Regions from separate parts of the Salmo salar genome. Here region 2 is linked to region 1. A link is a contact called in public Hi-C data. All regions are on one chromosome and are shown on one strand. The core of a region is the stretch at or near the end of the contact, and the rest is flanking DNA. Distances in the headings are between cores, read along the strand shown.

Region 1 (6,666 bases), core at 943-3,442:
ATCATTAAGAACTTTGACAGTTTCTTCAAGTGCAGTTACAAAAACCATCAAGAAATATGATGAAACTGGCTCTCATGAGGACCACCACAGGAAAGGAAGACCCAGAGTTACCTCTTCTGCAGATAAGTTCATAAGAGAGTTACCAGCCTCAGAAATTGCAGCCCAAATAAATGCTTCACACAGTCCAAGTAACATACACATCTCAACATCAACTGTTCAGAGGAGACTGCATGAATCAGGCCTTCATGGTTGAATTGCTGCCAGGAAACCACTACTAAAGGACACCAATAAGAAGAAACTTGTTTTGGCCAAGAAACACGAGCAATGGACATTAGACCTGTGGAAATCTGTCTGATGAGTCCAAATGTGAGATTTTTGGTTCCACCCACGTGTCATTGTGAGACGCAGAGTATGTGAACGGATTATCTCTGCATGTGTGGTTCCCACCGTGAAGCAAGGAGGAGGTGGTGTGATGGTGCTTTGCTGGTGATACTGTCAGTGACTTATTTAGAATTCAAGGTACACTTAACCACCATGGCTACCACAGCATTCTGCAACAATACACCATCCCATCTGGTTTGCGCTTAGTGGGACTATAATTTGTTTGGGAGTGATGGGAGTGCTGCGTCAGATGACCTGGCTTCCACAATCCCCCGACCTCAATCCAACTGAGATGCTAAGTGCTCAGCATTTGTCAGAACTCCAAGACTGTTGGAAAAGCATTTCAGGTGAAGCTGTTTGAGAGAATGTCAAGAGTGTACAAAGCTGTCATCAAGGCAAAGGGTGGCTACTTTGAAGAATCTCAAATATATTTTGATTTGTTTAATCAAAATATTTTTTGACTACTACATGATTCCATGTGTTATTTCATAGTTTTGATGCCTTCACTATTATTTTACAATGTAAAAAATAAAGAAAAAACCTTGAATGAGTAGGTGGTTCCAAACTTTTGACTGGTACTGTACATGGTTAGATGCAAATGTAGAGAAGCCGTACTAGCTAGTGGTGCATGCCCCAGCTCTTGTTCATAATGGTAAGTAAAAATACTGATCAAACATAAAATTGCCAGAATAAGACCAAATGCATACATGTATCATCGTAGTAGCATGTGGTTAAATGTTCAATCTGTGGATGAACCCAAATAGCTAACAGTCAGATTCATCAGGCTGTAATACAATGAATTGGTACATACAGGCTGAAACGAATGACTACAACATCATGTACATTTTCCTTACAAACAAGAATGTTTAATAAAATTACATTTCAACTTACTCTACAGGTTGTCCATGGTGTTTGTCCTTCAGATGGTCGAGACAAAATATCCATAGGAAAGTATTATTTACCCTACTTTTTATTGCGCCGGTAGTGAAGTTGACATTTCAGGGTTAACCATACTTTCCTGTGGATATTTCCTCTCAAATGTCGAGCAGCTGAAGGACAAGCCGCACAGCCAACAGGTAGAGTAAGTTGAAATCTCATTTTATTCAACATTCTGACTTGTTAGGAATATTTACACGATATTGTGTAGTTTCAATCTGTATTACAAATCAATTGTGTATTACAGTCTTATGAATCAGACTAAACAGTAAGCTAACGTTGCCCCATTTTATGTGCTTTAGGTATCGACAATGAGCATTTTTTCGGTTGCTTGTAAATGTTTATTTAGACCTTTTTTTTTAGAAGTACATACCGGCCGTAATGGGAGTAAATTAAGATAGTTGCTCAGCGAAACTCCATATTTTCTGAGTAACGAACGTATTTTGACAACGCTTTCATCTCTCTAGATATGCTGCATTCAAATCAATCGGAACTAGGAAACTCAGATTATTTCCGACTAACAAATGTGTCTGTGTATAACTGCAACCATCAGTAAGTCGGAAATTTCCGAGTTTCCTAGTTCACACCAGTACGTGAACGCGGCATCGGACAACAGCTACTGGGGAAGCTAACGTTAGCTAGCTAAGAAACCCACCGAGCAATAGACTCAAAACTCTCCGCTACTGGCGATCTCTTACCTTTTCCTTCCCGTTTACACTCATGACTTCTTTCTCTGGCCGATAAGCTCTGACTGTAAATGAGACTCTTCTCACTGCAGATTTGTTTCTTTATTTCATTGATTTCTCTGCTTTTACAGGCGCTAGTTTGTGACAGTACTTTCTGAAGTTCTTCCTGTGGGTGCACGATGATGACGATTATGGAGCGGCTCCTCCCTCTACACATGCTCCATGACCAAATAAGGCAGAGAATCTCTATACGCTTTCACACTTGACCGTTTATCTCTTAAGCGCTTTATTTGGTTACATTTTCATTGCAGGTATGTTATGTATTGGACCAGTAGGCCTACTGTCAATGCTTTTTACATAGGGACTGATAAAGTGAGTGCAAAGCATCTGAACAAGGCCTAACGTCAAGATGTGACATTTCATAAAATATTACATTACTATTTATTCCATTTTTAAAAAATGCTATAATATAGGGATATGTAGTTGTCTTTTTCAAATGAAATACAGATCAAAGCCCGGTGCCTTACTAAATCCATTAAGTGATAAAAATAACGGAATCCTGCAGGAAAACTACTTAACAAAAATATAAACGCAACAATTTCAACGATTTTACTGAGTTCTAGTTCATGTAAGGAAACCAGTCAATTGAAATAAATTCATTAGGCCATAATCTATGGATTTCACATGACTGGGCAGGGACGCAGCCATGGGTGGGCCTGGGAGGGCATATGTCCACCCAGTTCAGAGCAAGGCCCACCCACTGGGGAGCCAGGCCCAGCCACTCAGAATTCGTGTTTCCCCACAAAAGGGTTTTTATTACAGACTTCTGTCTGTAGTAAAAATCCTTTTGTGTGGAAAAACAAATTCTGAGTGGCTGGGCCTGGCCGCAAAACCTGACTTTATAGGGGAGGGTCCAGGTGGGCATCTAGCCTCGGTGGCAGCTCCATTTCGGGACGTAGACCCCGCTCCGCTCGCTGATCCCTCCGCTTCCATGGAACCGGACCGCGGACCGTCTCAGGAGGCTCCGGACTGCGGACCGTCTCAGGAGGCTCCGGACTGCGGACCGTCTCAGGAGGCTCCGGACTGCGGACCGTCTCAGGAGGCTCCGGACTGCGGACCGTCGCAGGAGGTTCCGGACTGGGAACTGTTGCCGGAGGCTCCGCGCCATGGATCATCCCTGGAGGCTTCGGGCCATGGATCATCACTGGAGGCTTCGGGCCATGGATCATCACTGGAGGCTTCGGGCCATGGATCATCACTGGAGGCTTCGGGCCATGGATCATCACTGGAGGCTTCGTGCCTTGGATCATCACTGGAGGCTTCGTGCCTTGGATCACCACTGGAGGCTTCGGGCCATGGATCATCACTGGAGGCTCCGGGCCATGGATCATCACTGGAGGCTCCGGGCCATGGATCATCACTGGAGGCTCCGGGCCATGGATCATCACTGGAGGCTCCGGGCCATGGATCATCACTGGAGGCTTCGGGCCATGGATCATCACTAGAGGCTTCGTGCGTGGAGCCAGCACAGGGCGTACCAGGCTGGGGAGACGCACTGGAGACCGGGTGCGTGGAGCAGGCACAGGATATACTGGGCCGTGGAGGCGCACTGGAGTTCTGGAGCGTAGAGCTGGCTCAACCCGTCCTGGTTGGATGCTCACTTTAGCCCGGCAAGTGCGGGGCGCTGGCACAGGACGCACTGGGCTGTGAAGGCGCACTGGCGACACAGTGCGTAGAGCCGGCGCAGGATATACTGGACCGTGGAGGCGCACTGGAGGTCTGGAGCTTAGAGCTGGCACAACACGTCCTGGACAGATGACCACCTTCGCACAGCAAGTGCGGGGGGCTGGCACAGGACGCACTGGGCTGTGGAGGCCTACTGGAGACACGGTGCATAGAACCGGCTCACATTGTACCGGAACGGTGACACACACCTCAGGGCGAGTGCGTGGAGGAGACACAGGACGTACCGGACTGGGGAGGCGCACTGGAGGCCAGATGCGTGAAACTGGTGCATATGACGCTCCTCAGCACGCCCGCTCTGCAGCGCTCTCAACGCCAACACCTCTCTCTGGAATCTTTCGTCGAGTTCCTCACTTGACTCCCCGACTAGCTCTGGTTCACCCCTCGGCTCCGCCGACCACTCCGTGTGCCCCCCAAATTTTTTTCGGGCTGTCTTTTGGGCTTGCGTCCTGGACGCGAACCCTGGCGTCGTCGTTCCTCCTTCGCTGCTTCCACCTGTTTCCATGGCAGGCTTTTGTCTCCTGCCATTATTTCCTCCCAGGTCCAGGATGTCCTCCACTCCTGGCTTTCCTCCCAGGCCCAGGATCCCTGCTCCTCCTTGGCACGCTGCTTGGTCCGTTGGTGGTGGGATCTTCTGTTACGTTCATCGATGGAAGGATCGGACCAAGGTGCAGCATGGTAGGCGTACATCATAAATGTATTAAATGAACACCAAAAAACAAGAAAGATAAACGACACGTAAAGTTTTGTAGCGCTAACACAACAACTAAACAAAATCAAGATCCCACAAACTAAAGGTGGAAAAAAGGCTGCCTAAGTATGATCCCCAATCGATAGACAGCTGCCTCTGATTGGGAACCATACCCGGCCAACAAAGAAATAGAAAAACTAGATTGCCCACCCAAATCACACCCTGACCTAACCAAATAGAGAAATAAAAAGGCTCTAAGGTCAGGGCGTGACACCTATAGCCTAATTTTGTCTGTCAAACAGGTAAACCTACCTTTTACTTCTTAAATGTGAATAAATAGGCTCCAACACAAAGGCTTCTTTTTTTTTTAGTAAAGTCTAATTAAAATGAACACTGTTTTGAATTATGCCTATTTCCAGCACCATGAGCTGTCCATTCCCGATCGATTGTGCTGCGACTGCTGCTTCAAGGGTCAGAACCCCAATGTAAATGACTTGAATCTGGATTATTGTGAGGTCAATAACTCTAATAGGCTACATCATGGGAAACAAACATATTGTTTTTAATACAATAAATTATAGTTTAGAAAGCTATCAAAGTTTACCGGTAGTCCACATTTTCGCACAATCCTTCTCAAACTGTATGCGTAGGATGTGCATTTTTTGGACTAAGCCTAATAGATCATTTTTGGAAGAAGCCTTTGACTGTCCTGCTCTGCTCTTGCTAAAAAACATTTTTGTGTGCTGCCTAACCATTGGCTGTGCTGTGTAGGCCTACTGTGGCAGTTCAGGAGGTCAGGGGGGCTCAGGATTGGAATATACATTGCAGTGTGTACTGCAGCCTAGTTGTATTTACACTATCCCAGCAGCTATATTAGAAATATAACTTTGGTCTGTGCTTCTCCAAGCATGCACTTCGTAGCCTATAGATCATTTTATTGACACCACACTAAATAGCCTATAGGCACACTTGATAATGCATGCCCATCAGAGAATCAGAGATGAGGGGCGGCATCTGGCACACATCAATATATAGCCTAATAAGCAAATTATTCTAAAACACAGAAAAATATTGACATTTCATCAATTACAAATTATATGACCCTCCCGTTCACTGAAATTTAAAAAGCATGACCCTCCCCCGTTTTACTCCAGTAATCATTCTGAAAATGTAGATTCATCCCTAAATAAAAAGATTCACCAAGTATTGATTTTATTAGGGCTGCAATGTTACCTTTTATTTAGTATGAAGCATTGTATTTCATTATGATAATGATGACAAAATACAGACCATAGATATCATACAGTATCATCCAATGTTCCATACATTTACCTGAAGTAGACACCCAATGCAGGGCATTAGGTATGAGCCCTCTTGCTCAGTATAGAGACAAAATAGTTTACTGATTCACTGTATATCCTAATACATCTGGTGCTGGTGGGAATAAATGTACCTATTAAAACTATACACATTGGAAATATACAAGCAAAACCATAAGATACCTTATGATCACTCATTATCCCTATATACTCTGGTGTGATCCATATGCATGAAAACACCCTGTTATGCCATAGTGTGGCAGTATGTTATCCAGTTTTTTGTTGTTTTAAATTGATGGCCATCAAGGGATTCAAATGCTCAAATGTAGAACTTGGCATGGACATTTCTCCCCTAGGACACTCTCAGTCTTTAATGGGTCAGCCAAATTGCCTGACTGTTGTCGGTGTCCTCTGTTACCTTAGAGACAAGAGGAGTCTTGAGGGATCTTGTGCTCACCTAGGACTTGTGAGTCCCTCCCATTGCCATGGTAGCGGTAGAGCTGCTGCTGTGTCTTGTTGCTGTACGGGAAGAGGAGGCTAGAGATCCAGCGGGGACACGTGACATGCCTCGTAAGAGCTGACATTACTGAGAGACCCCGCGCACGACAGAACCATAGGAAGTCCACAAGCATCAGGACCAGTACCAAGGACCCATAGAGCAGAACCACAGTCTGGAACAGGGACCTGTAGCTGTATTGGAATCAAAACAGAAAGCTCTCATGAAGAACTAGAGCCAAGCTTTCCAGTGGTCAATGACTATGATGCTTCCATGAAAGTCATTTTTGCAGACAGTGCCCAAAGTTTAAGGATAATAATTTGATTTGATCAGTTTCCCACAAAAAATTATAAATAAACATCCATAACAATGCAAAAATAACAACACAGGAAATATCAATATGATCAAAGCTCC
Region 2 (7,223 bases), core at 1,932-4,431, 230 kb after region 1:
GGCATTTTGCTACTTCTGAGCTCTATAGCTCCCTGAATTCCCATTATTCATAATGAATACTCTTATGCCTATAAATAGGGGAAGGTTAAGTCTTATAATGCAGTGTTTGTAAAAATGTATTTTTATAATACTGTAAATATGCTTCGGACACCAAAATGGACACGTCATGTCATTGACCCAGGGCCCTATAAAATCAGGTTCTTTTTTTTCTCTCCAAGTTTTCACTCAAAAATCACACTTTTTTTTGGGGGGGGGGGGCACAAGAATGCTTAAACCACATCAGGAGTCCACTTTTGAGGTCTGGGAACAATCCCCCCCCCAAAAAAAAATGGAGGGTGTACTTGCCCTTTACTTCAATTGCACACCTATCAAGAGATCATTGTGTTGTGTTTGGCTGGTGGTGTTTTTGTACTGTACAATGTAGGCTAAATTTGATGACATAGTTTGCAAAACAAATGCCCCTGCAATTGGTACAAATCATCATGATATCATTCAGCTAGGTAGGCCTACTTTGCAGTCAACATTTGATAAGGAAGGTTTTTTGGGGAAAGCCTTTAGAAATGTTAATTCAAACTGTGCATGACGACTGAGTTGCGCATCGCAGAGATTCAACCAAGCCTTCAGACCAAACCTTTTGAATACCTGGTCTACATACCCATTGCTGTTTGAATAAATCTTGATAATAAAAAATAAGCTAATTGTGAACCAAAAACTAATGTGACCAGCTAAAACAATTTCTATGCCACCCTAGAGCCCAATAAAAATAAATAAAAAGGGTGTAGCACTGCCAAGTCAAAGGGTCGCAAATGCGAGTGTTTTGGTTGCAGTTTTGAGCCCCTGTGTCCTAGCTCTGGCCGACTCATTCTTAGAAAGGCTTATATTCCAGGAGTTTCTACTGAACCGCAGAGGAGTGAAACAGAGCATACCACCACACATCCTCTCTACAGACACACAATGCTCAGGGAGTGTAACAATAATCATCAGAGCAGTGGGACACACACACACACACACCTGGAGGCCTCCACATGGCAGGTAGTGACCTCGGTTCTCATCTTCAGTGTGTGGATCTGTTGTGTAAAGATGAGTCACTGAGGCTGCCGTGACTAGGTATCACTGTCTACTCACTCTCTGAGCTCAGCTCACTTTGTACAGAGGAGCATACTTAAGGAAGAATGCAGCAACTCTTGGAGGACAATAGAAGTGCACTTAAAGTTTTTTGTTTTAAACTCACAAAATAACATTTTTGGAAGTGAACTTTATTTGTCCTTGAAGAGTTGCTGAATTTCCACTTCATTTTCAGTCTGACTCAGCTCATGACTGGCTCTACTAAGGAAAACACAAAGAGAGTAAGTGAATGCTGCCAGCCACTGACAAGCACCAGCCCATAGTACTGCATGGTGCATTAATCCACTGATACAGCCTGGGTCAATGGATTCCTCAGGAGGGTTGTATGTCAGAATGACCATTATATCACCCTGACAGCGACTCTATACCTCCTTAGAACCAATGAACAAAACATCTAGGCCCTCCCTGCAGATCTGTGTCACCTAAATAAAGGCCATTCCCAAGTGAGTGTCATTTCAATAGGATTCAGGTCACTCTAAAAACCGTCCAGTCAATATGTTCAACAGTTACAGCCAGAGTTAGCCAGTCAGAGAAGTGCACAGGTAAACAAAACAACCGCTCCTGAACGTAGAACTAAAAGGCTAAGACATTGCACCTGATAAGAAACCAAAACATCTACTTTAAAAAGTGCAAATCGTGTCATGCAGTGTTAATCCTATTGGAAAACTCTGCATATGTACAGTACAACTCCGCCACACTTCAGTTGTTTTGCATTCTACAGTAATGTAAGACCTTCGTTTTACCCTGCTGAGATTCCTATGGGCATGAATGATCAGATATACAATAGCCCGAGGATGGATTAGCTGGGTCACAGGAAGTTCATTTTTAGAACAAAAACTGACTCTCCTATAAGCTTGTCATACAGGACTGCATTTGTTTCTTTGATACATATCTTCAGACCAGCCATATCATGCCGGCTCACTGTAACTCCTGATCTTATTATCAATGGCGTAGACTACTGAAAATGCCAATAACAAAGGTATAAGGAATTGCAATATTTACGCAAACCAAATCATACAAAAGTGATTTAGGCATTTATATAGAGAAAACAATTAAATGAAGGAACAAATATAAACACACAATCGACTATGTTGAAGGCAAGTAAATGTGTTACTTTAGAAACAAACAAAAAATATATTATTCCAAGATCTTACCACGAGTTCTCTCTTTGAGGAACTGCACTTCAATAAGAAAGCTTCGTAGAGCTGGTTTAATTTCTACAAATAAAACATAACATCAGACAGCTAGCTGGTCCTGTGTAGCTAGAGCACCAATGTTCGCTGAACTCCCGAGTCCTAGGTCCAAATTGTGAAGTGAAGTATTGACAGCGCTGTCAGACACTGGAAGAGAATGCGCTCTTAGGCTACCCTATGCCTCTCATTAATTCGTTCCCTCCCAGCCCACCAAGGCACTACCCACATGGGGATACCTCCAACTCCAACCTCTTTTCTCAAAGAGCAAAACAACACACGTTGGCTATGACATGTACCATTCTGTCGGATGAAAGAACCACGTCATGTCTCTGCTGCCTGGTTGACAGCTCTCTCTCCTCCCGAGGCGTGGCTCGGGAACTCTGTGGAGTTACTCATGTGACATACCCAGACACCAAGTCCCCCGGTGTATCGTGGTACTGCAATATTGTTACACCTCTGTTATCTTTGGTTCGGAGTAAACTTTCCACGTCTTCTCGTTGTCTCTCATAGTGGTCGTTTCAGCTAGCCTCCGTCCGAGTAACGTTAACTAGCTAGCTAGGACTTCCAACACGTTTTTCCCCCCTATGTAACGTTAGGGCATTCAACACAATTCCGTGACATGCATACTGCTCTATGCGAACAAACTATTATATTCAAAGCATGTTGTGAAATTCTAAAAATGTCATAAATTCCTTTATACGAGAAAGTGACATCGTCCACTTGGCTAGGAATCGTGCCGCGTTCAAGTACTAGTTGGAACTAAGAAACTCTGATATTTCCGACTCGCTAACTGGTTGTAGTTAATCACGTGCCACGATCAACGAATTAGTACATGGGATATTTCCAAGTTTCCTAGTTCTGACTACTACATGAACGTTGCATTTACAAGCTACAAATCCCAGGAAGTAAATCCACACGCCCCAGCTCCACGTCATCGTTAGATCACAGAGTTTCTAAACCCAGAGGCGCAACATCGCGAGACTTCCGGGAACGATTGCGAAACAGATCAGTCCGGGGTTTGAGAAGTCAATGAGAGAAGTGAACAATTCTAATTTAGTTGTCAAATTTCTCGAAATCTAAAAAAGCACAACCTCGATTCCACCCAATGACTTAAGTAGTTGAACATGTTATTACTCCAACCTCGTTAAAGTGACAAACTGACCTTATATAGTGGCACATGCGCAGTTCTTCGCGAGGCGAACGTTAGACCCGATGTCAGCCATGACAATTTCAGGGTGCGTTCGTAAATTAATTTCGGATATCTTTTCCTTTCTTTCGTCTGAGTGTGTCAGAGCGCAGAATAACTCATGCATTTATGAATGCGCAACACCCGTAGAATATGACAGGTGTCAGTAAAGGTTGGAAAAAACGGAATTTAACAGGTGCTAGCAGCACAGTTAGTCACTACCGCCCAAGATAACATGAAAACAGCCTAGCTCTGCTTGGGCGAGTAAAATGGTCAGAGTGATGTGTTCTCTCATTTTTGTCAGAAAGTAGCTAGCAAGCTAGCCAATTTAAGCCAGTTAACTTGGGTGCTTGACTGCCGTTGTGAGGGCAGAACGCTCGGATCAACTCCGTCAGAGCGTCCAGTCTGCCCTCTAAACGATTCTGAATTTACGAACAAGAAGGGCCGCACTCCGGCACTCGAGAGGGATTTTACGAACACACCCTTAGTCTATCTTCATAATTTACTGTCTTTGGTTAGATCATACGTGGCGCCACCACATTTGCAAACTGTCTACGAGCGACATCTACAGGATTTATACCGTGCATGCATAAATAATGGCTTCCATGCAATGTTGTATGGTAGAGGGCGCAAAAGAGCGATCCTGTTCATTCTGACTCGCTTGCTAATACACAAACCCAATAACAAGCAGCCAGCCCGCTTCCAATGGCTCTGCTGTTAATACGGTCCAAAATTATCCATCAACCCGGATGTAGAATTTTTAGGATTCTCTTCCCCTCATTTTATTTTACATATGCTACTGTTGTTAACTGCGTCAAAAATAGAATATGTTCTAGACCGGGCTAGACAGTGTCGCGTAAACTGTGACAGCTGACTGCACTGGTAGCCACGCCTACTGAAGAGAGCGAGCTGAATCTTGGCAGCCTACTGTAAGCATAACAAACCTTTGTGTTGATGCTGTAGTCTCCCATTTTGTTATTACTTTAGTTGAGCGCTTCATAGTATGAGTATAACTATTTTAGCCTACTGATTATTTATTAGCTAATTTCGTTAAGCCTGCTAGCATATGCCTATATTAAGGCCTATTAGGCTACATTAGCCAAACTCAGGCTAATGATTGGTTATTTGATTAAATTTTTTTTAAAGAATAATAAATAGGGTTGTTTTTTTTTCCATAGAAAAGATAACTCGGAGGACCTATCATCTGTCAAAGTGGCATCTAAAATGAACTTCCACGGAAGAAAATATAAGCGGGGCAGCAACTGGTCTGACCCAGAGGTGGCAGAACTCCTCCAGCAGTGGTCAAATAAGTCGTTCCAACTAGAACTGGAGAGTGCCCTCAGAAATCAACATGTTTTCAACCGAATAGCGGACGTCCTGCGAGAGAAAGGCATTTAGCTAAAAGTATTATTATATTATTGATCGATTGATTGACTTTTCAAATCACCCAGATTTGCTATCTGCAGAGTTATCTCCAGACAAATGTTGCAATTATTCAGCCATTCTTGGACCTACTATCAAAAAACAAGCTAAATATGGACAGTACTAAAACAAATGATCTAATGATTATCTCTTCACAGCAAAATCAGCAGAGCTGGGATGGTTGTATCCCCCATATATATAACATTTCATTGGTTGCAAGAATTTTGTATAATAATATAACATAATTCTAAGTTTTGAATCTGGTGTAGTTTTGCGTATCAGTTCATAAACCATGTGCCATGGAATCGGTACATCGAAAATCTCTGCCCAAACATTTTGCAATCTATATGGCTCAGCTGTCAATTTTTTGTTCCTTGAATGAAACTGATATACTTTTTTAGTTAACACAATTTTCTTTAACCAATTTTGGTCTTTAATGCAGGGCTATACATTTTTGTTAGCTGCATGTGTGACTTAACTCCACCAGTCCTATTTATGATATAATTTACAAAGATTATACTTAAAAAAAAACATTTGTCCTAAAAATAAGGTATTTTTAAAAATCATTTAGTATATTTGAGTTTAACCACAATATTAGTTGTATTATTTGTTCTGTATTTTCTGGTAAATTAAACTGAAACTACAACCAATTTCAGTGGCTTGTTTTAAAAATAGCGATATTTTGGAGATTATTTCATTTTCAAATAACTGAAAGTGAGAGGTTGTAATTTGAATAAACAGAAAAAGGGCATTTTTGAACATGGGATGAGACATTCTTACTAATATGCTAGAGAACCAGTTTGGATTTAAGTATAACTTTTGTATGAATGGCGCCTTTAGTGATAGGTCTAATGCTTTAATATTTAATCATTTCTGCTATCCAAATTCATATTCATTATAGAAATAGGCCCGTTTAATTTTTTCTGGCTTGCCGTTCCAAATAAAATGTAATATTTTTTGGCTCATATAATTAAAAAACAGGCTGTGGAGTGATCCAAATTGTGTTTTTTTTAAAAGAAAACATGAATCATCAGTGTACAATGACATCAGCGTACATGATTACACTCTTGATTGTGCACATAAATTAGTTGATATGCTGATTTCAGATGCACTTCAATCAATCAATCAAATGTATTTATAAAGCCCTTCTTATATCAGCTGATGTCACAAAGTGCTGTACAGAAACCCAGCCTAAAACCCCAAACAGCAAGCAATACAGGTGTAGAAGCATGGTGGATAGGAAAAACTCCCTAGAAAGGTCAGAACCTAGGAAGAAACCTAGAGAGGAACTAGACTATGAAGGGTGGACAGTCCTCTTCTGGCTGTGCCGGGTGGAGATTATAACAGAACATGGCCAAGATGTTCAAATGTTAAAACACTTCAGATTAGAGCTCTGCTACCTGACCCGAGCCATACTGTCCGACCGAGGTTATTAGCCTATAGTAAACAAAACTCAAACAGAAAACTAATCATGAAAAATAAAAATGTAAACTGAAAGTGAATAATTAACAAACCTGTTTGAAAAACTAAGACTATAGTGAAACTTATCAATGACTTGAAAACAAACAAAAATAACATCCGTCATGAATTATGTAAAATAAAAATAATCTTTTTACTTTCATTTGGCTTTTGGGGGGTTTGCTACTGAATCTGGCGGGTAAATGTGGCCAGCATAGCCACAGGAAGTAGGGATGCTGAGGGTGCTGCAGCACCCCTTGAAAAAGCAGCACTCCCAAACACCTTTCCGTGGTGATGGCCGCCAGGAGATGGCAATGTTTAAAAAAGGCCTAGCTTTTGCATCACTATCTCTAGCTATCAGTAGCTAAGAGGGAAAAATATCTAGGTAGCTTACTTGATTCTTCTTACAGTAAAAAAGCATTGGATTGCAGTAAATATGGGCGAGAGTTTCCTTCCACAATATTTTTTGGCATCACCATGTGGTAAATTAGTGTATAGACCAATAAGAGTTCCAAACCTTTCTGCCAATAACAGAAAATGTTCTCTTTTCCCCTCCCCACTCAGACCACTCCCAGACATTCCTTGTGTAACAGTATAGCTTCCGTCCCTCTCCTCACCCCTACCTGGGCTCGAATCAGGGACCCTCTGCACACATCGACCACAGCCACCCTCGAAGCATTGTTACCCATCGCTCCACAAAAGCCGCGGCTCTTGCAAAGCAAGGGGAACAACTACTTCAAGGTCTCAGAGCGAGTGACGTCACCGATTGAAACGCTATTAGCGCGCACCACCGCTAACTAGCTAGCCATTTCACATCGGTTACACTCACCCCCCTTTTG

The links. A called contact is a pair of places that touch in the nucleus more often than the background predicts.
Region 2: a contact with region 1 is called in a Hi-C map of muscle, with 5 times the contacts expected there. The contact joins the promoter of LOC106573344 here to the promoter of LOC106573340 in region 1. A contact is called at or near these places in 3 of 3 Hi-C or Micro-C datasets (blood, gill and muscle).

What each region holds. Positions count from the first base shown.
Region 1 is chrssa16:18,986,413-18,993,078 of Ssal_v3.1, forward strand. It overlaps LOC106573340 (protein unc-45 homolog A), which reads right to left and starts at 2,193. Exons shown (of 17, transcript XM_014148304.2): 1 at 2,016-2,193. The coding sequence starts at 2,039. LOC106573341 (protein shisa-like-1a) reads right to left here. Exons shown (of 2, transcript XM_014148305.2): 2 at 5,644-6,446. The coding sequence ends at 6,176.
Region 2 is chrssa16:19,218,972-19,226,194 of Ssal_v3.1, forward strand. LOC106573344 (furin) reads right to left here and starts at 3,182. Exons shown (of 15, transcript XM_014148313.2): 1 at 2,615-3,182.